Regions from separate parts of the Drosophila melanogaster genome. Here region 2 is linked to region 1. A link is a contact called in public Hi-C data. All regions are on one chromosome and are shown on one strand. Each heading gives the region's core, a stretch centred on a gene start, on an enhancer-like site or on the middle of the called end of the contact. The rest is flanking DNA. Distances are from core to core; before and after follow the strand shown.

Evidence for each region. A called contact is a pair of places that touch in the nucleus more often than the background predicts.
Region 2: a Hi-C map of the Kc167 cell line shows a contact between it and region 1, with 2.3 times the contacts expected there. The contact joins the promoter of Sik2 here to the promoter of east in region 1. A contact is called at or near these places in 35 of 107 Hi-C or Micro-C datasets (the D17-c3 cell line, the Kc167 cell line, the ML-DmBG3-c2 cell line and 13 more) and 3 of 6 datasets of contacts at active chromatin or transcription factors (the Kc167 cell line and the S2 cell line).

Annotation. Positions count from the first base shown.
Region 1 is chrX:2,010,845-2,016,426 of dm6, forward strand. It overlaps east (enhanced adult sensory threshold), which reads left to right and starts at 1,799. Exons shown (of 8, transcript NM_001258556.2): 1 at 1,799-1,813; 2 at 3,498-5,582. The coding sequence starts at 3,678.
Region 2 is chrX:2,060,422-2,065,701 of dm6, forward strand. Sik2 (Salt-inducible kinase 2) reads right to left here and starts at 1,494. Exons shown (of 9, transcript NM_130616.3): 1 at 1,201-1,494; 2 at 1-423. The coding sequence starts at 292. It overlaps CG4281, which reads right to left and starts at 4,721. Exons shown (of 4, transcript NM_130617.4): 1 at 4,453-4,721; 2 at 4,126-4,399; 3 at 2,526-4,067; 4 at 1,892-2,470. The coding sequence starts at 4,570. The coding sequence ends at 2,314. CG14054 reads right to left here. Exons shown (of 4, transcript NM_130618.3): 4 at 4,852-5,280. The coding sequence ends at 5,033. It also overlaps asRNA:CR44381.

The DNA of each region.
Region 1 (5,582 bases), core at 549-3,048:
AATCGTTTTCTAGGTGGAATTATTCAAGTGGGCGTCGTGCGAAAGTATTTCCGTGGCGAAAACTAGTTTAAGAATCGCGAGATTCACCCAATCTTAGTCAGGATCAAAGGAGAAAGGTAAGAAAGACGCCAGGGCGGGCAAGCAACTAGGATAATCGATCGCAATGGCCTTGGTTACTAGTTGGTGATGTCAGTGGCGACGGAAATGGAAGTCCTGGCCACGCACTTGACCCAGTTCGGGAAAATCGCTTTTCTAGTCCCTCCAGAAGCGGCCGAATGGAAAGCGGGCGGAAGAACCATGCATAAAGCTATTGATTTTCCCTCATTTCCCAAGCAATTAAGGCCTTTGCCTTTAACCCAGTTACACGTACATATATCCATATGTACATAAGAACATACAAATGTCGGCATCTACATAATCGCAATGGTCCTTGGGCGGGTGCGAAAGTGGATAAACGGGAGAACCCTTGAGAGCGGGTGGGAGTTGGGCTAAGGACGTCGCCTGACACTTGCAGGATTCAGATTCAGATCTAGCCGCCTGCCGCCCTCCCTTTCGGGAAATGGAAGCTTGTGAAACGTGCAACAACCTACGCCACAGCATCACAAGTTGAGGAAAACCAGGGAAAATCCGCAGGAAAACCGAAAAGGAGTAGGGCAAGTCTGGCGCTCGGTGGTGGCGCTCGCTTCTTCCCAATTACCACCCCCGAATCAACGACATGTTATTTTGCCGAGTCCTTTTTTTGCTTTTTACCGACGCAGAAAAAAAGACGCATCAGCAGCACCAACAACAACAGCCGACGTCGCGGCGAAAAGAGCGAACAAACATTTGCCAAAAACAACACGTACACCGGACGAAAACGCACGTCGACCTGTTCACTTCCCTACAAAAACAGAGTTGCGAAACATCCCAAGTGGTAACGTCAATCCTTTTGTTGCAATGAGTGCAAAACAATTTTTAAAACAATTGTATTTATTGACTATTTTACTTATTTTTATTATTATTTTTTAAGTGCATTGTCAGTTGGAATTTCAATGTTCCCATTATTTATAGAAGTTGACCCAGCAAATGTTTCAATTTACGCGCGATTATGCTTTTTAATATGACTGACATAAATCAAATCTGTATAAATGCAAGATATGAAAATTATTAATTTCAAAAGCATTCCCAAGGGAAAAGTAAAAAATTAAAAGTTTAATTAGTCAGGACAAAGCTATCCGAATGCAACTTCTTTGAACTCATGATGGCGACGAGGAATACATCCTGGCGACGGCAGGACAGGCAGCCCTCCCCGCCGCCCACAAGCAGGGTTGCATGCACGCCAAGCCAAATCCGAAAGCAAATCGGGGCCGATAGTGCATAATATCGTGCGGCGAAGAGCGAGACGAAGAGTCGTGGCGAGTTGTGGCGAATTGAGGTTTTGCGCCGTCGGGCCGAGCGTCGCTCTTTTGCTCTTCATCTTGGCTCGTTATTTCGCTTCGCACCGTGTTTGCGTTCACAACTCTTGTTCGGGTTCTGCATTTTATTTTATTATTATTTTTTTTTGTTTGTTGCTATTCGGTGAGTACCTGCGGAAAAGTAAGGCAAGGCGATGAATGAAAGGAACAAAAAGGAAAAGAAAACGAAATGAAAAGCCATGCAAAGGGTTTTCCTCGTCAACTCGCTTGTTTGTGTTTTGTGTGCAAAGTGCCTGGTGAAAAGATGTACTCGCCGTACTGCCAAATGAGAAAACGGCAGGCGTTCGTTTATTAATGCTCGCGTTCGTATTTTTGCGAAAACCTGGTGAAAAAGAAATTTTCTGTGCTCGCTACTGCCTGTGAGTGTGTGTGAGTGAGTGTGCGTGTGCCTGTGCGCTGCTCGTGTCTGTGTGCGCTCGCTTTGGGTGTGCATGTACGTCACTGCCACCCATTTTTGTGTGCTGTTCTGGTTCTTCGTCCCGTCTCGTGTCGCCTCGCTGTTCCCTCCTAGCCGTCCCTTGCGGTTTTTGCTGCAACTCTGCGGAAACTCTCCACGAATTCCCCCCTTGCCTAGCGCACGAAGAGGATGGCAGCTCTGCCAATTCTTTGGTAACTTTTCCGCCTAGTGAAAACTGCTGCCAGTTTCCGTTCGCTTCAGGTACTCCGCTTCTTCCGTTCCGTCCAACTGACTGTCTGCCCGTGTTTACAATCGCGGCGTTTTTGCACACTGTGCCGTGCGTCTGTGTGAGTTCTACTTGGTGGTATATCTGTGTACATGTACACACATCGATACGACAGCGGAGTCTTCATTTTGTTATTGCCATTCTCTTTCACTTCCTTTTCGCCTGCTTTGTTGCTGTCGTCGCTGTGACAGTTATGCTAGTTGTTAGTGTGCGTGTCGTGTCCGTGTGAGTTTTCCGCGTTTCTTCGCCGGTGCGAACTGCAATCTGAAATCTCGCACTCGCGCTAAAATGGCGCATGTCAGAATCGAAATTAAAATCATAAGCCAAAAGCTACTCTGATCGTCAGGCCACGAAGAAGCGGAGAAAGAAGATGAAGAAGGAGGACCAGCAAGCGGCAACAGCAGAAGCAGGATACCTAACCAATTTGAGGATTATTCAACATCTCATCGACTCTTCAGCTTCTCTTCTCAGCCTTGCCCAGTTGCTGCTTCTTCCGACTCTGCTCTTCTCTCCTCTACACGCCACTCGTCTCCTCTGCTCTTTTCTCGTTTTGCTTTCCTCGCATTCTCGCAGCTCCCAGCTGCTGCCAAAACTTGTTTTCAGCAGCGATAGAAAAGAGGGGCAATGGAGCTGGACAGTGGCTGGCAAGGAGAAGAGGGGGTTTCTGGAAACCGCAAAAGCATGTTTAATGTTCTAGTCGCGTTACTGGACTCCGAATCGGAATCGAGTGAACGGATCGGATCGGATTGTCCTGGGGATTGAATGAGCTAAAAGGGGCTAAGAGAGCGGCTTACTTTCGGCCAGGTGAAAGCCAGGGCCATAAAACTAAGTTTACCACATTACCGCTTAGGATTTCGCTTCGGCTCAGATTAGCTGTTATACTGAAGTTTGGAGATTAAAGTCCTTTGATAATATTCTTTTAGTTGGATTGAATCGACTTAATAGTTGATTAGTTTGGAGAAAACACAACAATGTTGAGTTACAACTAAAAATTTGATTTATCTAAGTGAGCATATACATTATGACTTAGCAATCCAAAGGCTTATCAAAGTTTTCAATGCTTATCAGGGATTTTACAGGTGGGATGGGATTTCCATTCACTTAACAAGTTTGAATTTAGAAGATAACGAAAATATTTTGGTCTTCCAGAACGATTTTATAAGAGCATTATAATTAAAGTTGAAAGGATGCAAAAGAAACCCAGAATGGCGTTTCTTTTTGTTTTTTAAATCTAGTGCAGAATTTAACCTACTTCTGGGTTGAGCTGTTTTTGCTTTGCCAATTAGAACGTTATTCCCACATGGCGGATTAGTAATACGACTTAGTAACTTTCTTTTTCCCCTTCTTCGCGTCCTTGCAGATATTCTTCACATCACAGTCAACCAATGGGACCAAATCACTGCGACTCGAACTGGACACAATCAGCATCGGATCGCAGGGAACAACAGGAGGTGGTGGAGCAGCAGCGCCAGAAGGCGTCGGGGGAGCGGCCATCATAGGAGCAGCAACGTCGGCAGCAGCTGCCCAGGGCCCCTCGAGAATGTCTAGCCGGAAGGTGCCAGGAGGCTCTGGAGGAGCTGACGAATCCACAGCAGCAGCTGCCCCCCTGGATGATAATGCCAATGCCAGTGTGGAGATTCCAGACAGCAGCGAGGAGCCAGCAATGGGCGTCGGCGAAGAGATGTCTATCATAAGCAAAACACGCACCTCAACTTTGTCAGTGGAGCCCGCTAAGGAGCCAACAGTAACAGCAGAGCTGGAAGGCGAAAAAGAGCTGGAATCGAATCCAGTCTCCAAAACTCCTAGGTCCACGCCTACGCCAACCCTTACGCCAGCCGTCACGCCTACCGCCAGTGATGGAGTGGCGGCCAAGAGCGTGAGGGTTACCCGGCACTCGTCGCCACTGCTTCTGATCATCTCGCCCACGACAAGTAGACGTGAGGTCGGCGACGGAGAGCTAGACACCGAGGAACCAACGGGATCGGGTGGCCAAAGAAAGAGCTCCGTGGAGCGATCTTTGGCGCCCGTTATACGCGGACGAAAGTCCATCAAGGATCTGAAAGAAGCCAAAGAAGTCAAGTCCGAGGAGCCGCCTGCCGCAGCATCAGAGTCACGAGCTGCAAGTGGAGTGACGCCTGGCCAGGTCAAGGAACAGCATGTCGCGGATGGCAACGAAATGGAATCCTTGCCAATCACAGACAAGAAAGACCACAAAGACACAAAAGACAAGGGAGATGAGCGGGAAACCGATCAGGAGGAAGAGAAGGAAAAATCAGCTGATACAGAAATAATTGCAGATACAGAAAAAACTTCGGAGAAACAAAAGTATACAGAGAAGGACAAAGCTGCCGATAAAGATGGAGGAAAAGAAAAAGATATTGATGCAAATAAGGATATAGATAAGGAGAAGGAAAAGGTCAAGGAAGTACTTCCGCCAGTGGTGCCTATAGCACCAGTGACACCCACTTGTAACCGTGTCACACGTAAATCACATGCCCAGGAGCAGGCGATTAACACGCGGGTCACTCGCAATCGTCGCCAGTCCTCTACAGTTGGAGCCAACTCCACCGCGTCTTTGGTAGCTGCATCCTCCTCAGTAACAGAGCAACCCCCTCCATCTCGCGGTCGACGGAAGAAGCCAGTGGTGGTGGCTCCTCCCTTGGAGCCTGCGGTAAAACGGAAGCGATCGCAAGATGTTGAAGCCGACTCAGACGCCAACAACAGCACGAAATACAGCAAGGTGGAAGTGGTAAAGTCTGAGGAAGCTGAGGCACCAGAGGAGGACTCCAGTGCCGTGCCCATTAAGCAGGAATCTGTTGATGGCAACGAGGTCAGTTCTATTTCTCCAACAGTCACGCCCACACCCACACCTGCGCCAACACCAGCTCCAGTCCCGGGCAGTCGACGGGGTCGTGGGCGCCCGCAGAACAGGAACTCCTCTTCGCCTGCAACCACAACGCGGGCAACGCGGCTAAGCAAGGCGGGATCACCGGTTATCCTGACGCCAGTAGCCCAGGAACCGGCGCCACCGAAACGGCGGCGAGTCGGCTCCAGCACACGGAAGACTGTCTCGGCCAGCTCGCTGGCACCCAGCTCGCAGGGCGGCGCCGGGGATGAGGACTCCAAGGACAGTATGGCCTCGTCCATGGACGACCTGCTGATGGCCGCAGCAGATATCAAGCAGGAGAAGCTGACGCCCGATTTCGACGATAGTTTGATGCCAGAAGGCCTGCCCTCTACTTCTGGTGCGTCGAGTGCCAATGGTCATTCCTGCACCGAACCGCTTACTGTGGACACGGAAATTAATGTTAAGCCCGCTGATTCCAAAGTAAAACCAAAGGAGTCACCGGTGGTAGCAGTCGAGGAATCTCCATCACAATCCGAAACGCAATCTGCAAAGGTGTCAGCGCATGCGGGGAAGGCTCCATCTCTTAGTCCAGATATG
Region 2 (5,280 bases), core at 244-2,743, 49 kb after region 1:
CGAGCAGTGCATCCTTGCAAGCCACTATTGCGTCTATCGAGGGCGAAGCAGCACCGGCATCCAGGAGCACTGAGCTCCGGAGGGCATCCAGTGGGGGGTGTGAACACGCTCCTTCTGCTCCTTTTGCTTCGGTTTTCCCGTTTTGGGGCAAATTCTCCGGCGGCTTATCCAGCTGCTTCTCGTTCCTCTCATGCTGCGGCTGCTTCTTCTTCTGATCCTCCGGCGGCTGGCTCTCCTCGGACTTGGCCTGGCTCCCATTCTCGCCAGCGGCCGCCGCCTCGCACGTGCTCATTTTCCAACTGCGCCACCCTGGGCGGGAAATCTCACACGGAGAGCGCGAGGCGGAGGGAGTGGGAGATCGCGATCGACAGCGAGATGGTGATGCACATGCTCACACACACCTCCTGTCTCATGACAGCGCTTCTGCGGGAATAGAAAAAGTAGAGTGGTATATTTTGGGTAGAATTACAATACAATAATGAACTGAAACTTTTTGAATGGATGTGCGACTAATGTTGTGTGTTCCCCATGTACATATATGTGCATAGAAAATATGTAAGTGCAATAAAGAACGGGATGACTCCGGAGAAGGGGTGGGCAGTCGTCGCTTGATAAGAGATTACCTCGGCTTTCCGAGTGTGTATGTGTATGGCTTTCGGACGCGGACTCCACAAGCCACCAAAGCTGCACTCTCCCTCTCTTTCTCAGGCAGTGTTGCCACAGTTCAATTGCAATGGTAAACTGGATTCACGTTTAAATTTAATCTATCACGATAATAATAGTGTTATTTCACTCGCATATCGCATATGCGCACCAGGTACAGACAAATATTTTAAAAACCATTAGCTGAGGTCCTCAAAGACATGCAGATCCATTTGTTAGTGCCCACCAAAAGGAAGACATTCAACGAAAATGGCTGACGCTGCACTTCCGCTTTCAAAATGGCTTTTTTTCCAGCCACAAAATGGCCGAGGTGCCAGCACTGACTGTGTGTGCGGCTGAAAGTGTGTGGGTGCCAGCGTGCGAGTGTATGTGTGTGGGTGAGTGTTGGTGAAAAATCAATAAGCAGAGCAACCGCATCGCATCGTGGAAATGCTCCGCGGTGCCAGTGGCCACTGTTGTTTCCTTCAGGATGCAGTGCAACCGATTCAGAACCACTGCCAGGAGATTTCCCCTTAAAGCTGCTCTCCCCAAAAATACCGTTATTGGTGAAAGCGTTAAAAGCACAAGCCTCGCCGGTTGACAAAGAAGTTTCGAGCAGGAGCGGTGGCAAAAACTGAGAATAGGCTACAGGCTGGGCCAGCTTAATCCGAATCCGGTTACTGGCTATGAGAGGATAAACGCTGGCGAGGATCCGCTTTACATCGCGTCCGCGGAGCGCCACACATGCGGCTCGGAACAGCACAGCACGGCACACACAGACACAGTCGCTGCGACACACACGGCAGATGGCTAGGAAACGTGGCTGCCTCCAATCCCGAGCTGCGTCCAACTGGCGTCCGTATTTGACGCAAGCTCGGCGCTGTCTGCCCCATTCCACCCACTCGCCCCTCAATTTCCGACCCTCACCAGCACACACATGAGGGTTGCCAAGTGAGCGCCAAGTGCCGAGCATCGAGCATGCGCCAACTTTTTCGCGAGGGTGGGAAGTTTGATGGAATTCATTTGAATTTCGCGCCCTTTGATCGTAAAACAGTATGCAATATAACCCGTTTCACCGATTCAGCTTTCAGATAGACAGTGACCGGTACAACTAACAGAAAGAGTTTGAACTATTTTCAAATTTTTTTCAGATATACTCAGATATACTTTTGCTACTGATTTGTATTGGGATGTTGCTCTTTTATATAAAATATCCACCACATTCTAGGTAAAAATGAAGTCCACATGTATTCCGGATATGACCACACATATATATTTCTTATATTCATATTCGCTGAAGGTCTTACATTAAATATTTTGTACAGTGGAACGGCTGCCGACGGCTTTCGGTCGGTCCTCTCTCTCTGTCTCTGAAACGTGTCATCTCGCTCGCTTCCAAGCGTGAGCCCAAACCGACGGGATCTGGGATCCGGTATCCGTCTTGCTGGCGCCATTCCCTAACGAAGTCAGTTAGTATATACACGGACCGATGCAACTTATGTACATGGAACAGATTTCACAAAAACAAGCTAAAAGCATTCATAGATTAAGGGTTTCTTCCACCCTAGAAATGCAAGCGTATGCCAAGAGTTTCACCTCGAGTGCTGATGGCTGTACGTTTGCATTTGCTAGGGATTGGTCTTGTTTGGATTATAGTGTTGCTTTCTGGGGCTAAATCTGGCCGGGATCTTGCTGAAGCGGCTGCTGCTGCTCTCCTTCCTCCTCTCCCTCCTCACCGTAGCAGCGCCGCTTAAAATCGCCAAAGAGATCTGCACGCGGCTGCAGACCTTGTTGAAGATGATCCATGCTCACCGTCTGCGTAGTGTTCCTGGAAGAGCAACAACTTAGTTATAGACTTTGAATAAGTATCCCTTTATCCTTACCCGGTTTTGGTGAGCACTGTACATCCGTGCTCTACCACCATGGTAAGTGAATAGAGCGTGGCCAGATTACTCATGCTATCGGTCTCATAAAGCTCTATATCCGGCAAACGGATCTGTGTCTGTTGCGAATCCTGCAAAAATCGGGCGATGCGCTCATTGACGCTCATCTTGATGCTGAATCCTGGACGCTCGCCATTGATGCGGCGACACCCTGCTCGTATCTCACGTACTTCCTGTCCCTGGGCGTGTCCAGGAGGCGACGAGGAAAGAAACGGATTAGAGGTTTCGCCGGACATCTCACTCTCGATTTGGCGGGAAGCCGGCATGGTGCCATCTGCATTTGTTTCCATCTCTGAGCAGGCATTCTGAATCTCGATAGGCTCGGAGACGCCGGCTGGTTGGAAGCGGGAAAGATCCTGAAGAGATTCTGGAAGTTGGACTGGAGACTTCGAAGGCGGTTCCATACCCACCGCTCCCGCTTCGGTGCCAGACATAAGAGTGTCATCTTCTCCAATTGTGTCATCCGAGCGAATTTGAGGCAGTAGTGATTTTTTTGTAAGCTTCCTTTTTGGATCGTATCTGGCTCCGGGTCCGAATTCGTTTCCCGGCCAGTCGGTGAGTTCATCGTCGCCCTCGCGATCGGTGTCGTGCCGTCGATGACCACCTACTTCCGCCTCGCTATCGGTGGACGAGCTCAGGGAACTAGAGCTTAAGAAGTCATAAAGTTCGCTACAATCCATTGACTGAGCTTGGAGCTGCAGCTGAGGCTGTGGAAACGTTTGGAAGCGGCGGCGACGTTCCGTTTTGGATGAGCTACTGCTGCTGTGTCCCGGCGCCTGCCCCTGCGCCTTTTTGCGCAGCAGCGGAGCAGCTGGTGGCGTACTCAATAACAAGGCATCAATATCGGTCACAGGCACAATGGTGTCCATGCTGATGGAGTTAAAATTGGCGGTCGTAAAATCAGCACTTGGCAAAGGTAGCTTCTGGACCGCGTCCTTTTGATCGGGCAGCTCCTCCATCTCCAGGCTCACTCCTTCGGGTCCTTCAGAACGATGACATTTCAAGTCCTTGTCCTTTGTCTCAGTCTTTTGGGTGTGCTTAGTCTGCTGTCCCTGGGCAGCCATTCGGTTGATCTTCGACAGCAGTCCCTTGTTCAGTGGAAGCAGGCGGTCACTGAGTGGCTTCGATGTGGAGGAGTAGCTGCGGGGGCGCATCCTCTGCTGCTGGTGCTGTGGTTGCTCTACGTGCTGGTCATCTACTTGTGAGTGTGGCAAGGCGTACAGCTTAACCGAATCCTGCTCATGGTAGCGATCACGGTTTGAGCGCTTGCGTTTGCCGCAGAAGAACAAATGCGAGCGATGTCCAGTGGCGTCAATTTTCAACAATCGCTTGCGTATGGTTCCAGTAGCAGAACCGCTGCTACTTAGCAGGCTGGGCTGCAGTGGCGATTCGGTGAAGGTGTGTGATGTATCCTTGCTGAACTCGAACTCCATGGACATCCGTTTGATCTTGCGTTTCCTTCGCGAGTTGGGCTTGTAGAATCTGTGGGTGTGTCAACGATAAGGTTGGGGACCACCATGAGGAGCATTAACCATTTTACCTGGCTGGACTGAAGGTGGTCTCGTTAAGCGAGTCGGACTCCAGGGCACCCATGCGTATAGGCAAGGTCAGTGGCAGACGCAGAGGCAGCATCGCCTCCGCCTTTTCGTCAGAGTCGCTGGCTGGCAACTTAAGGTTGTGTGTGTCCAGTCCGTCCACGTTGGCACTTGTGTGGTGGTGATGGTGGTGGTGGCCATGATGCCCGTGATGGTGCCCCTGGTTTAGCGCATCCGTGGGACTGCTCGAGGAGTCCTCCGTGGGCTGAGGGGCGCAGGCTAAGCAGAGGGGGGTTACCGCGAGCAGGAGTCGGCGTGCGATGGCTACTTACGCAGATTGCCCGTGGAACGTGTCCTGCGGCGGGAGCCCCACCTACCGACGCCGCCACTAGCCCTGTCCATCAGCGTCAGGTCCAGAGCCAACGTCAGATCGTGCGAGAATTGATCCATGGCCGCCCGCTATCCGCTGTCCTCCTGTCCGCTCGCATTGACTCAGGCTCGGCGCATTTATTTGCGTTCTGCACGTGCACAAACAAGAAACAAAAATGCACCAGAAATCACTTCGGTATGCGATTTGCGATAGTGTCTTCGAAAACCATCGGTTGTTCAAACAGTTCGATAGGTAACTTCGAAAGTTATCGCAACAGTAGATATGGCGATATGTTGTTTCGAAAATAATCGCTAAAGCTTTACGATATTATGCACAAAAAAAAACTAGTCGCAGAATGGTTAAACACGTAATAAAAAAGTTTTATGACTACATTCTACATTTCAGTGTCGGTATTCTATAGTGATTTACAATGGTTTAAAGTAACTTTTTCCCGACTCGATTAGCCGATTACTGTCGATAACTCGGCGGTGCTCGATAACCAGTGTTTAAAATACTAAAGGGCCAGGACAAGGCGGAACATGTCAGAAGCCCGCCACGAAGAGATTGAGGGCATCCATTTTATCCATTTTGCTCTCTGCCTCGAAGACGGGACGGGCCCCGCAGGACACAAGCGCCAGGCAGTCCACACAGTTCCATAGGAAACAAAGTCTGTGCCAGACGTGCATCAGGATCGGGGGCAGCTGGTGTTCCAGTGCTTCTTGCAGTTTCTGTATCTCGTGGCAGAGGAGCCGGAGACGCTGGATGCGTCGCAGCTTTACGTCCAGGATGC